2 separate regions of the Xenopus laevis genome follow, and region 2 is linked to region 1. The links are chromatin contacts, called in public Hi-C maps. All regions are on one chromosome and are shown on one strand. Each heading gives the region's core, a stretch centred on a gene start, on an enhancer-like site or on the middle of the called end of the contact. The rest is flanking DNA. Distances are from core to core; before and after follow the strand shown.

Evidence for each region. A called contact is a pair of places that touch in the nucleus more often than the background predicts.
Region 2: a Hi-C map of the XL177 cell line shows a contact between it and region 1, with 4 times the contacts expected there. The contact joins the enhancer-like site here to the promoter of myc.S in region 1. A contact is called at or near these places in 2 of 4 Hi-C or Micro-C datasets (the XL177 cell line and the XTC cell line).

Annotation. Positions count from the first base shown.
Region 1 is chr6S:127,341,789-127,347,177 of Xenopus_laevis_v10.1, forward strand. It overlaps myc.S (MYC proto-oncogene, bHLH transcription factor S homeolog), which reads left to right and starts at 2,521. Exons shown (of 3, transcript NM_001085896.1): 1 at 2,521-2,597; 2 at 3,243-3,948; 3 at 4,450-5,389. The coding sequence starts at 3,267. The coding sequence ends at 5,027.
Region 2 is chr6S:127,877,744-127,883,132 of Xenopus_laevis_v10.1, forward strand. No RefSeq gene overlaps it. Among protein-coding and RNA genes, the nearest start is that of LOC121395181, 56 kb to the left of the region's middle. Within about 2 kb of position 2,403, at least 1 of the 7 cell types and tissues checked has an H3K27ac peak or open chromatin away from gene starts, as enhancers often do.

The sequences.
Region 1 (5,389 bases), core at 1,271-3,770:
AAAGCAGAAGAAATAAGTGTTGCGGTTTGAGCCATTTCCTTTCCTGTAGATGAATTAAAGGCGCATGAATGAATGTTTTACTATTAAAGCTGTTCATTAATAGCGACGGGCGGGGATAAATTCACCAGGCGCGAATTTGCGGAGAATTTCAGCGTTTCGCCGGCAAATAAATTTGGGAAAATTCACAGGAGTCAAAAAAACACAAACTGACGGGCGTCAGAAAAAGTCGCGACAACACAGTTCGGACGCCCCTTGACTTTAACGCCAAAATTGACGCAGGTGTCAAAATTCGAGTTTCGCTAATTTTTCACCATTCCACGGGAAATTCGCACATTTTTCATCGAAGCGTAACGGGAGAATCATTAACTTAATGAATATTAATGAATCATTAAATGTAACCCCTTGTCATGTCCTGAGTCAGCAGAGGTGTAACTATAGGGGAACCTGAACTTGTGACTGCCAGGGTGGGGGGTCAGGGGGTAAAGGGGGTCCCCTCCTAAATAATATGTCCTAGAGGGGCCCTAAAATGAGTCTGCTGTGGGGTCCCGGTAACGTTTACTTAAGTCACAGCAGCACAGAACAGTTCTTTATAATAATCAGATTCTGCAGAGCCGGTTGCATACATATAGACGGTCAGATGGAAATGAGAAGGTTAATTGGCTCCTGGTCTAATCGATTATTGTAAATGGCATAGGAACCTTAGAGTGTAAGCTCTTCTGGGCCAGGGACTGATGATGTATAATATTATATGTATTCCTATGGAAGGAACCTACTGGCCTGATCTAAGCCTTTCACCCATTAGAAGCCCTAATCCTTACCCCCCACTACTACTAGAACACCTTAGGGACCAAGTGCACATTAGAAGCGATTGAGTTCCCCTGTTTGTGTTCCCATTATTTTAATATATATATTTGTTCCCTCCAGTAACCTGGGAGGCTGGGCACTGGGGGGGGTAGGAAAGGGTTAAGGTGTGACAGTTGCAGAGTAAGAGAGAAAGTGGCGGCTGCAGAAAGCGTTTATCTGGCACCTCCTCGCTGTGTTTCTTAGAAATGCCATTGGACTGCTCTGTGCTGAGAATCCAGTGAAAGTTCAGCCACTGACAAAGCACATTCAGCTGATAACTCTCTCCCTCTCTGTGGCCCCAAAGGGTGGACCAGTGGCCCCTTTATACTGACTGACTGCACCTTCCTTATTGACCTCCAGCTCTTACTACAAGCCTCTGAGTGTCCTATCTGCCATCTCTCCCCAAACTGACAGTCAGTCGTCTGTTCCCATTGTGGCTTCCACTTGCCCCAGTCTCAGCAGCCAATCACACCTGGTTATGTTTGCCTTCCCTGTGCCACAAAAAAAAGCAGTTAATGCTCAATTTCTAGGAAATTTTAAAGTTCTGGGTCGGTTAAAGGGGAACTGCACCCCAAAAAAAAAAGTTTTGTTTTCTAATACGATTCTAAGCAGCTTTCCGATGTACATGCATTTCTATTAAAGCGTAGTGCGTATAATGAATGGCTACTGGGAAGCTGCTTAGAATCATGTTTATTTGCCCGTTCCGTTGTCTTCTTCGCCGTTTTAAGTTAACTTGTAGTGTGTTCTAGAATGGCCAATGCTGAGCACATTTCCAATTGGCGTTAATTTTTTTTTTTTTGTAGAATTTTAATGATTTGGCTTATTCATCGTACTAGCTTTTAATAGGGGTCACTGACCCCCATCTATAAGCACAAAGTTCTGTAAAGCTACACATTTATTGTTAATGCTGCTCTTTATTTCTGTTCAGGCCTCTCCTATTCATATTGCAGTCCCTTATTCAAATCAATGCCTGGTTGCTAGGGGAATTTGGACCCTAGCAACCAGATTGCCGAACAGATGCTGAATAAAAAAAAAGTGAAAAACTACAAATAATGAAAACCAACTGCAAATGGACTCAGAATATAATTCTCTACATCATATTAAAAGTTAATTTGAAGGTGAGCAGCCCCTTTAACATACATGATCCAGTCCCTGTCAGTTGTCCCTATAAACCCCCCCTCTCCGGGTAACATAGTAGATTCCAAGCAGCGGGCGGCGCACTGAATTGTTAAAGAGGCGGGGGGGTGCCAGGCTAGTGTGGCTATTTCTATTGAGAAGAAAAGGGCTTTGCATTGTGGAAAGAGCTTCACATCCTCCCTCGACAAGACGTGTGAAGTGACGCTGAAAGAGTTAAATGTCAGTGGAAGAGTTAAAAGGACTCAGTTGTGAGCTCAGCCCTCCCCTGTACCTCAGTGATACTAGTACGAGCCACACACGGAGTTGGAAGGACAGATGAGCGTGAGGCCCGCCCCCTTAGCCCCGCCCCTTGCCTCAGCTCCATAGAGAAAAGAAGCCTCAGTGTAGGAGTGCGCGATTTGGCGGGAGACCGGCGCTATATAAGGCTCAGTCGGAGCTTTTTCTGTGCCAGTCTGTGTGCGGGGAGCGAGCAGGAAAGTGTGTGGTGCAGCTGCTGCGGCAGGAGGAGGGAGTAGTAGTGGGAAAGACAACGCTATTGAGACAAGGGAGAGGCAGCCTGTGGATTTATAAACGCGACCAAAGGAATATTGGACTCGTATTATCCCGGGATTAGACGGGTAAGGAAGCGGCTTCTTCTGTGAGGGATCGGCTGCGCCTGGATTTGTTCTTCTTTACTTTCTATGGAGTCTTCTCCCCCTGCTTTTTACTGGCAGGAGACGAGGAGCTGTTGGTGGGGCTGCCATGTCGATTCCCCCCTCAGGGAAGGGCATTTAGCCTCGTCCCCACTGGATCTTGTGTCTGACACTTTAACTCTTAACCTTTTAATCGCACTGACAGCTGCAGCTTTGCCTGTTGGACTTTCAGCCCCTTAAATAGGGGGGGGATCTCCCTGTCCCCTTTATCATTTACTCTCACCCTGCCCCCCCACGCTGTAGGAATGGTATGTCCCTAATATTTAGCTCATGGAGTTCAGATTTTGATCATTTTTTAATGGCAGCAGTTTTTTGTCTTCTACTACAATTCCCAGAATCCCCAGTCACGTAGGACCAGTGGCTCTCCCGGCTGCCGGTGGACTACAAGTGGCCCGGCTCACAAACTGTAGTTCAGGAGCAGCCGGGAGAGCCACAGGTTATGGGTTTAAAGGTCTCGGCAGGGAAGGTATTTAAACCATGTGTAATAGTCGTTGCGCCTGAGTGTGTGTGTGTGTGCCCTCCCTCTTGTGTTAGAGCGTTTGTATAATGCCGGCTCTGTTCTTCTTGCAGGAGACCAATCGCATGGCAGGAAAGATGCCTCTTAATGCCAATTTTCCCAGCAAGAACTACGACTACGATTATGACTTGCAGCCCTGCTTCTTCTTTCTGGAGGAGGAGAACTTCTACCACCAGCAAAGCCGACTGCAGCCGCCGGCCCCCAGTGAGGACATCTGGAAGAAGTTTGAGCTGCTCCCCACCCCGCCCTTGTCACCCAGCCGCAGATCCAGCCAGTCCAGCCTTTTCCCCTCCACGGCTGATCAGCTGGAGATGGTGACCGAATTCCTGGGAGGGGACATGGTCAACCAGAGCTTTATCTGCGAGGCGGATGACGAAGCCTTGCTGAAGTCCATCGTCATACAGGACTGTATGTGGAGTGGATTTTCGGCTGCGGCCAAGCTGGAGAAAGTGGTGTCTGAGAAGCTGGCGTCCTACCAGGCTTCTAGGAAAGAGAGTGCTCTGTCTTCTTCTTCTCCGTGTCAGAGTCAACCACCACCGAGCCCGCTTAAGTCTCCCTCGTGTCATGGGAGCCTGAGTCTGGGAGGGACCCACAGGAGCAGCCATGGTTTTCTCCAGGACCCCAGCTCGGATTGTGTTGACCCTTCAGTGGTCTTCCCATACCCACTGAACGACAGCATTTCCAACGCCAGCTCTCCTTGCCAAGATCTCATTTTGGAAACACCGCCCATCAGCAGTAACAGCAGCAGCAGTGAATCTGGTAAGCTGATGGTTTTTATACCGAATTTTTTTTTTTTCTCCCCCCGTTTTATTTCCCCCTAATTGCTGTGTTGCCTCTCCCTGCCTTGCTGGCAAACGACCCGGCAGCTTTAGTGAGTTGCATGTGTTATACTGTCAGGTCCCACACCCCTCCCTTTAACAAACTGTCATAGCTCAGTGAAAGTTGTCCTTATCTCGGTGAAATGCCGGCAGATCTGCAGCATTGCAGCAGTAGGTGGGTGGGGCTCTGCTAGTCAGGAGAGAGAGGTTCAAGCAGGATTCTATGGGTAGGCAGACACCGAATGCTTTCTAAGAACCACTCTCCTGCCCCCCCCTTTTTTTTTTTTTTTTTCTTCTTTCTTTAATTAACACTGCAGTGTGAAGCCTCATATTAAACAATGTATGAGAAATATAACGTAATGCTCCTCCCAGATCTGCTGCTTTCTTTCTTTTATAGAAACCTGCAGTTATATTTATTTATTTTTTAATTTCTCTTTTTCAGAAGAGGAACCAGAAGATGAGGATGAAGACTGCGACGAGGAAGAGGAGATTGACGTTGTCACAGTAGAAAAAAGGCAGTCGGCATCCAAGCGGGTGGAATCCAGTTCTCATTCGCAGCCCTCCCGACCCCACTACAGCCCTTTAGTTCTGAAGCGGTGTCACGTTCCCATTCACCAACACAACTACGCGGCGTCTCCCTCGACCAAAGTGGACTATGTTTCTTCCAAAAGGGCGAAACTAGAAAGCAACATCCGGGTCCTCAAACAGATCAGCAACAACAGCAAGTGCGCCAGTCCCAGGTCCTCGGATTCCGAAGAGAACGACAAGAGGAAGACGCACAACGTTCTGGAGCGCCAGAGGCGGAACGAGCTCAAGTTGAGTTTTTTTGCCTTGCGCGATCAGGTACCGGAGGTGGCGAGCAACGAGAAGGCCCCCAAAGTAGTCATCCTCAAAAAGGCAACGGAATACGCCATTTCTCTGCAGGAGGACGAACGGCGGCTCATACGGGAAACAGAACAGTTAAAGTACAGGAAAGAGCAGTTAAAACAGAGACTCCAACAGCTGAGGAACTTTGTCTAATTCACAAACTCTTATTTAACACTTTATATAAACTGTGACAGTCTATATCAAGGTTGTCTCTTCCTCGAGACCGACTACAAAACTGAATTTGTAGAACATGGACAACTGCATGCAGATGATTTCACAACTACACAACCTTGGCATGGTCTCAAACCGATTCTGCCAGCACCTTAAAACTGCCTCAATACTGGGATTTGGGTATTATGGGACTTTGTTTTTTTTTTTTTTTTTTCTTGCTTGAGGGGGTATATTTGCCAACTTTTTGTTTGTTTGTTTGTTATTATTGTTTTTACAACCTTTTGTATTTAAAACATTTATTTTTCTTATAAACAAATTCCTGAAGTTTGGCTCTGAATAGCTTA
Region 2 (5,389 bases), core at 1,153-3,652, 540 kb after region 1:
CATCCCCAAGTACAAAAATACTTTCCTTCTCCTTTAAGTGGGTTGTATGCACTTAATAGAGAAAAATTCTAAAAATGCAAGAAACTGGAAAAATGTTTAATTTCTGCATTTTTGAAGAAAAAGCAGCTGCGGGGGTTATCTCACCTATATCAATACTACACTCATACATGTATATAAAGGTACAGAAAAGGTAATGGGAGTTCATAAAAAGAGAATGGAATGTACTGTACTCTGAAAGGAAACAAAATTGAACAAAAGTCAATGATCACGTGGATCAACTGTGCAAACGACACACTACTGTCTTTTCAGGAGTCACTGGAACCTTAGGCAGATGGAGATCAAACATATCTGCCTATAGAGAAAGGGGGGGAAAAAGGCAGAAAATTCCGTATATGGTATTGAGCCTTTTCCCTGCAGCTCTTCCTTTAGATAAGGCCTTTAAAACTCCAGCTTGCACTGAGCTCAGGATTCCTGGAACTCTGATCACTGCTCTGCTTCCATGTAAAGTGCTGAAGCCAGCTGCTCACAAGTGACTTGACAACATTTCTGGAGCGTTTTATTTTATCTGCAAGTTCAGCGCCGGTGCCTTACCCTTTTCGTGGCAGTTCTCAGGCTCAGCACATGCTGGAAGGATTACATACACTGGTGAACGGGCCAACAGTATGGTTAAGTCATTTAGGAATAAATTGAAAGGGGTGTAGGCCAGGGGGTGGGGAAGGATCACATCCACAGCTTGTGGTAGTTTAAAGGATATTAATACCCCATTTAGAGAAGGCATAGCAATAGGGGCAAAAACAGGTGCACATTTGCATCCATATAAATACCATTGAGAAAGAAAGGTGCATTTATGTACTCGGAATAGCATGCAAAGTGCAATTTTTTGGGTGCAAATAGCCATCTTTGCAGCATTTTTTGAGCACTGCGCACTAATTTGCACCCTATGTTGAAACAAATACAATTGCGCTCCACGATTGCTCCTATATTATGGGGGCTGCGTCAGTTCCGGCACATGGCGTTAAAGTGGCATTAGTGCGTAATTGTTTTACGGTCTAGGCACAGCCCACTGTGGAAACCAGGGAACTAACACACACCACGGTTCGCCATCAACATGGTCTCACTTGTGTACAGTTCATTAGAAGATGCAGGAAGGATGCAATGGCGCTCTATACTAGGGATACACCAAATTCGGGATTCAGCTTTTTTAGCAGGATTCTGATTTGGCGAATTCTTGTGCCTGGCCGAACCAAATCTGAATCCTAATTTGCATATGCAAATTAGAGGGAAAATCACTTAATTTTTTGTCAGAAAACAAAGAAGTAAACGTTTTTCCACTTTTTCCCTTCCAGTCCCTAATTTGCATATGCAAATTATGATTCATATTCATTTCAGTTTTCAGCCGAATCTTTCAGGATGGATTCAGGGATTTGGTCCAATCCCAAATAGTGGATTTAATGCATCCCTACTCTACACAAATATGCTCAAGTACAAGTGTGTTTGGACACAAGAGAACAGCACCAATAGTAGTGCAACATTTGCATCCATTTTAGAGCAACCACACTTGCGCTTGTGGTCATAAATGACCGTTAAGTTGGCCATACACGGGACAGACCGGCAGCTTATTGGCCCGTGTGTGGGGCCCTCCGATGGGCTTTCCTGATCGATATCTTGCAAAAGTCAGCTAGATGTCGATCGGCAGGGCTAAAAATTGTATTGGATCACGGGCGCATCTGTTCGTTTATGCAGTTCTGCGATCCGACCGCCCATTTGCCGTACACCTCAAGGTCGGCATATCAGGAAAAGATCTGATTGTTTGGCGAAATCGCCAAACGAGCGGATCTATATGTGTATTGCCACCATTAGAAGCGTATGCTGATATTGTAAGGCCAAGCATACTTGCGATTGGTTAATTGTGACACAAGGTGCAGCATGAAGAGCTATGGACACATCTGCCTTTATATGTAGGTTATATGTTATTTATATGTAATTTATATGTAGTTTAGCAACAACTTGAGGACCCCATCCCCAATGAAAGGAATTTATCTCCTCTTCTCTCTGGGGTCCCTAGCTTCCTGCATTACCAGGGCTGCCCATTTTATATAAATTCAAGCCAGAATTGCTCTTGTTTAATTACACCCCCACCATGCTCTCAGCACTGATTTTAGGTCAGAGTTGAGGGGGCATTTGTCTCTGGGACCCCATTATTAGAGGAAGGAAACTGTAGATAAAAGTGCACAGGGTATTCTGAGAAGTGTAGTCAAACAATACAAGTGTCTCTAAATGAGATAATAATCAAATCTGCAGCTTGATGTGCCTGCGGCTCCACTTGTCTAACATCCTTTTTGCTTGGAGTTGTTAGAGTATAACATCAGGTGGAGGGGGAAGTTAAAAATGTCTCTGCAGAAGGACAAAACTGGGTTAATCCTGCTCCATTGTGTCTGAGATGAAGTGTCTGTGACACACTTGTTACACAGTTGTTGGAGAATGACCCCATGTGGTTATTAGTGGTACTTGATCAGAGCTGAGGACTAATGAGAAGCTTCAGCATTTTCTCTGTCACTCTTCCTCTAAAGTGATCCAGTTCTACGATATTGAAGTCCTGAAACCAGCTGGGACACTTTACCCTAAATTCTTGGTTCCTAAAGTGTAGGGCTTTCACCCTCTTAGGTGGCACAAAGCCATATGTGGTAGTCACAAGCAGGGTTGTATTTAGGTCTTATGCCGCCCAAGGCATCGGACCTAGACATGCCCCTACGTCACCGACTCGCTGATGTCACGCGCCCTATAGGCTGATGTTATACTCCGTATTCAGCGGAAGTGATGTCAGTGCGCCGTGCGCGTGATGTCACTTCTACTTCCTCGGACCCCCTACCCCTCACCTCCTCAGCTCCGTCATCGGATTAGGCACCGATATAGGCACCTATATATAAATATGGCCCTGGTCACAAGTGAGAACCTTGCCTCCATCAGCATTGATCGGCCAGTTACAAGGGGAGGCCAAAAGCCCCCTTAGGTGGCACAAAGCCATATCTGGTAGTCACAAGCAGGGTTGTATTTAGGTCTTATGCTGCCCAAGGCATCGGACCTAAACATGGCCCTACGTCACCGACTCGCTGATGTCATGTGCCCTATAGGCTGATGTCATACACCATATTCAGCGGAAGTGATGTCAGTACCCCTCACCTCTTCTGCTCCGTCACTGGATTCGGCACCTATATAGGCACCTATATATAAATATGGCCCTGGTCACAAGTGAGAACCTTGCCTCCTTCAGCAACGATTGGCCAGTTACAAGGGGAGGCCAAAAGCCCCTTTTTAACGCAGAAATTTTGCACTCCACGATTAAATATCAGCGGGGCATCGGGGAGGCTGTCTTTGGATCTCCCCAGGGTAGTCAGGGACAGAAATAGGGTTGGCAAGGTCGCACATGCCTAGGTGGCATTAAGAGGGGCCCAGTTCTGATCAGGTAGTGGGTTAGTATTGATGGCAGCAGTGATGGTGGTGAACAAGGGGGCAACTGTGGTGGGGAGTTACAGGTGCAGGAAGGCAGGGGGAGGGCTGATTGGCAGGAGTTGGTCCAATTAACCTTTAGTGGCAATAACACTTGGCCCGGCTCTGATGGGTGCTGAACAAATGGTGCATAACAAAAGAGAGGAATAATCCAAAAAAATGTCTTGTAACCCCTACCCTAAATTGTGATTGTGATTAGGGGAATGCTGACATGCTCATGTTTTGGGGGTACAGACTATAAGTAGTGATGGGCGAATCTGTCCCATTTCACGGTAAAATTCGCAAAACACAGTAAAAATTTGTGAAACTGCGAAAAATTTGCGCTATTGGAAATGGGCGTCAAAATTATTTTTCCAGGAGTGACAGTTTTTGCATGCACGACTTTTTTGTACAAATGCATTAAAGTCAATAATTTTGACGTGAGACAATATTTATGTGCTTGACAATTTTTACTTTTGCAACTTTTTTTGTCCAAATGCATTAAAGTCAATGGACGTCAAAATGAATTTGACGCGCAACAATTTTTATACCATCTACTCTTTTGTTGCAGCGAATTTCTTCGCTGGGTAATGTTCGCAGCTGTTTCGCAAAAACAATTTGCAGGTGGCGAAATGTGAAAATTCGCCCAGATCCATGCCTGGCAAATAAATTCCCTCACTAACTATAAGCAGTCTTACAGGGCCGTTCCTACTAATAGTAATTAGTATTGAGGAATACGTATGCTTATGGCTTACTGTACTCACTATGAGCTATTTACAGTATTCTCTCTATGAGAAAAGTAGGGGCTGTTCCTGCTGGATTGTGCTTTGTACAGGGGAAATACCTTTGCTGGCTTTGCTATAGCAGTCCAGTCAGTTGGATTTTTTAGGAATGTCAGTCGAAGAACTACTTTTAGGGAGCATGGGGATTTTATTGGTGATCAGTGGCAAACAAACCTGGCATCACCATGTGCAATAACAAGAGCTGGGGGTAATAAATGGCATTTATTGAGTGTGGTGGAAAAGTCTAGGTTTGGAAGGTAAAGCATAATGCTTATAGTAAAGTTTAGTGAAGGAGGAATAATGGTCTCTGCCTGTTTTGTATGGTTTGGACAAAGGTCACTGGTTTCACTGAATACAAACCCTAAGGCTACATGGTATAATGACCTTCTTGACCATTCTATGGTTCTTCTTCAGTGTGTTTTAGTTCACCCCCATGAACAAAGCCAGGTCTGTACAGAATGGGTTTGCTAAGATATGAATGGAAGAACTTGACTGCCCAGAACCCTGTCCTCAACCCATTTGAACCCCTGTGGGATGAACTGCAACAATGAGTGTGAGCTAGCCCTGAACCTATCATCAGGGGTCAATCTCAATGTGAGGAGTTACCCTGGCGATCGATCGATCGATCGAACGAATATCGCTAAATCCTTCGACTTCGATATTCGAAGTCGAAGGATTTAACTTCGACAGTCGAATATCGAGGGTTAATTAACCCTCGATATTCCACCAAAGTAAATTTGCCCCTAAAAGTTAACTCAAAGGTGAACAACCCCTTTAAATGGGGTTAGTGCTGTCCAGAAGTTGCACCGTTTAATTCTTTTTAAATGCTTTGTATTGGCCTTATGCCAAACTCATTTCCCTTGGTGTGCAGCTAACTCAGCACTAGATAATAACAGCAAATTTAAATGTATATATATATATAGTTAGCAGTCGCTTTCATTAAAAATAACTGGGGAAATCTCCCATTTTCGACTTCCGAATATAACCTTTTTCTAATGGAATAGTATGAGTGGAGGACGGTGAAGTTCATGACCCAGCCGAGATCCCATGTTGCTGATGAACTGTTTGTTCCAGTTCCATTTCTGATTATTACAGTATAGGGGTAAACAAAGGGCTCAGCT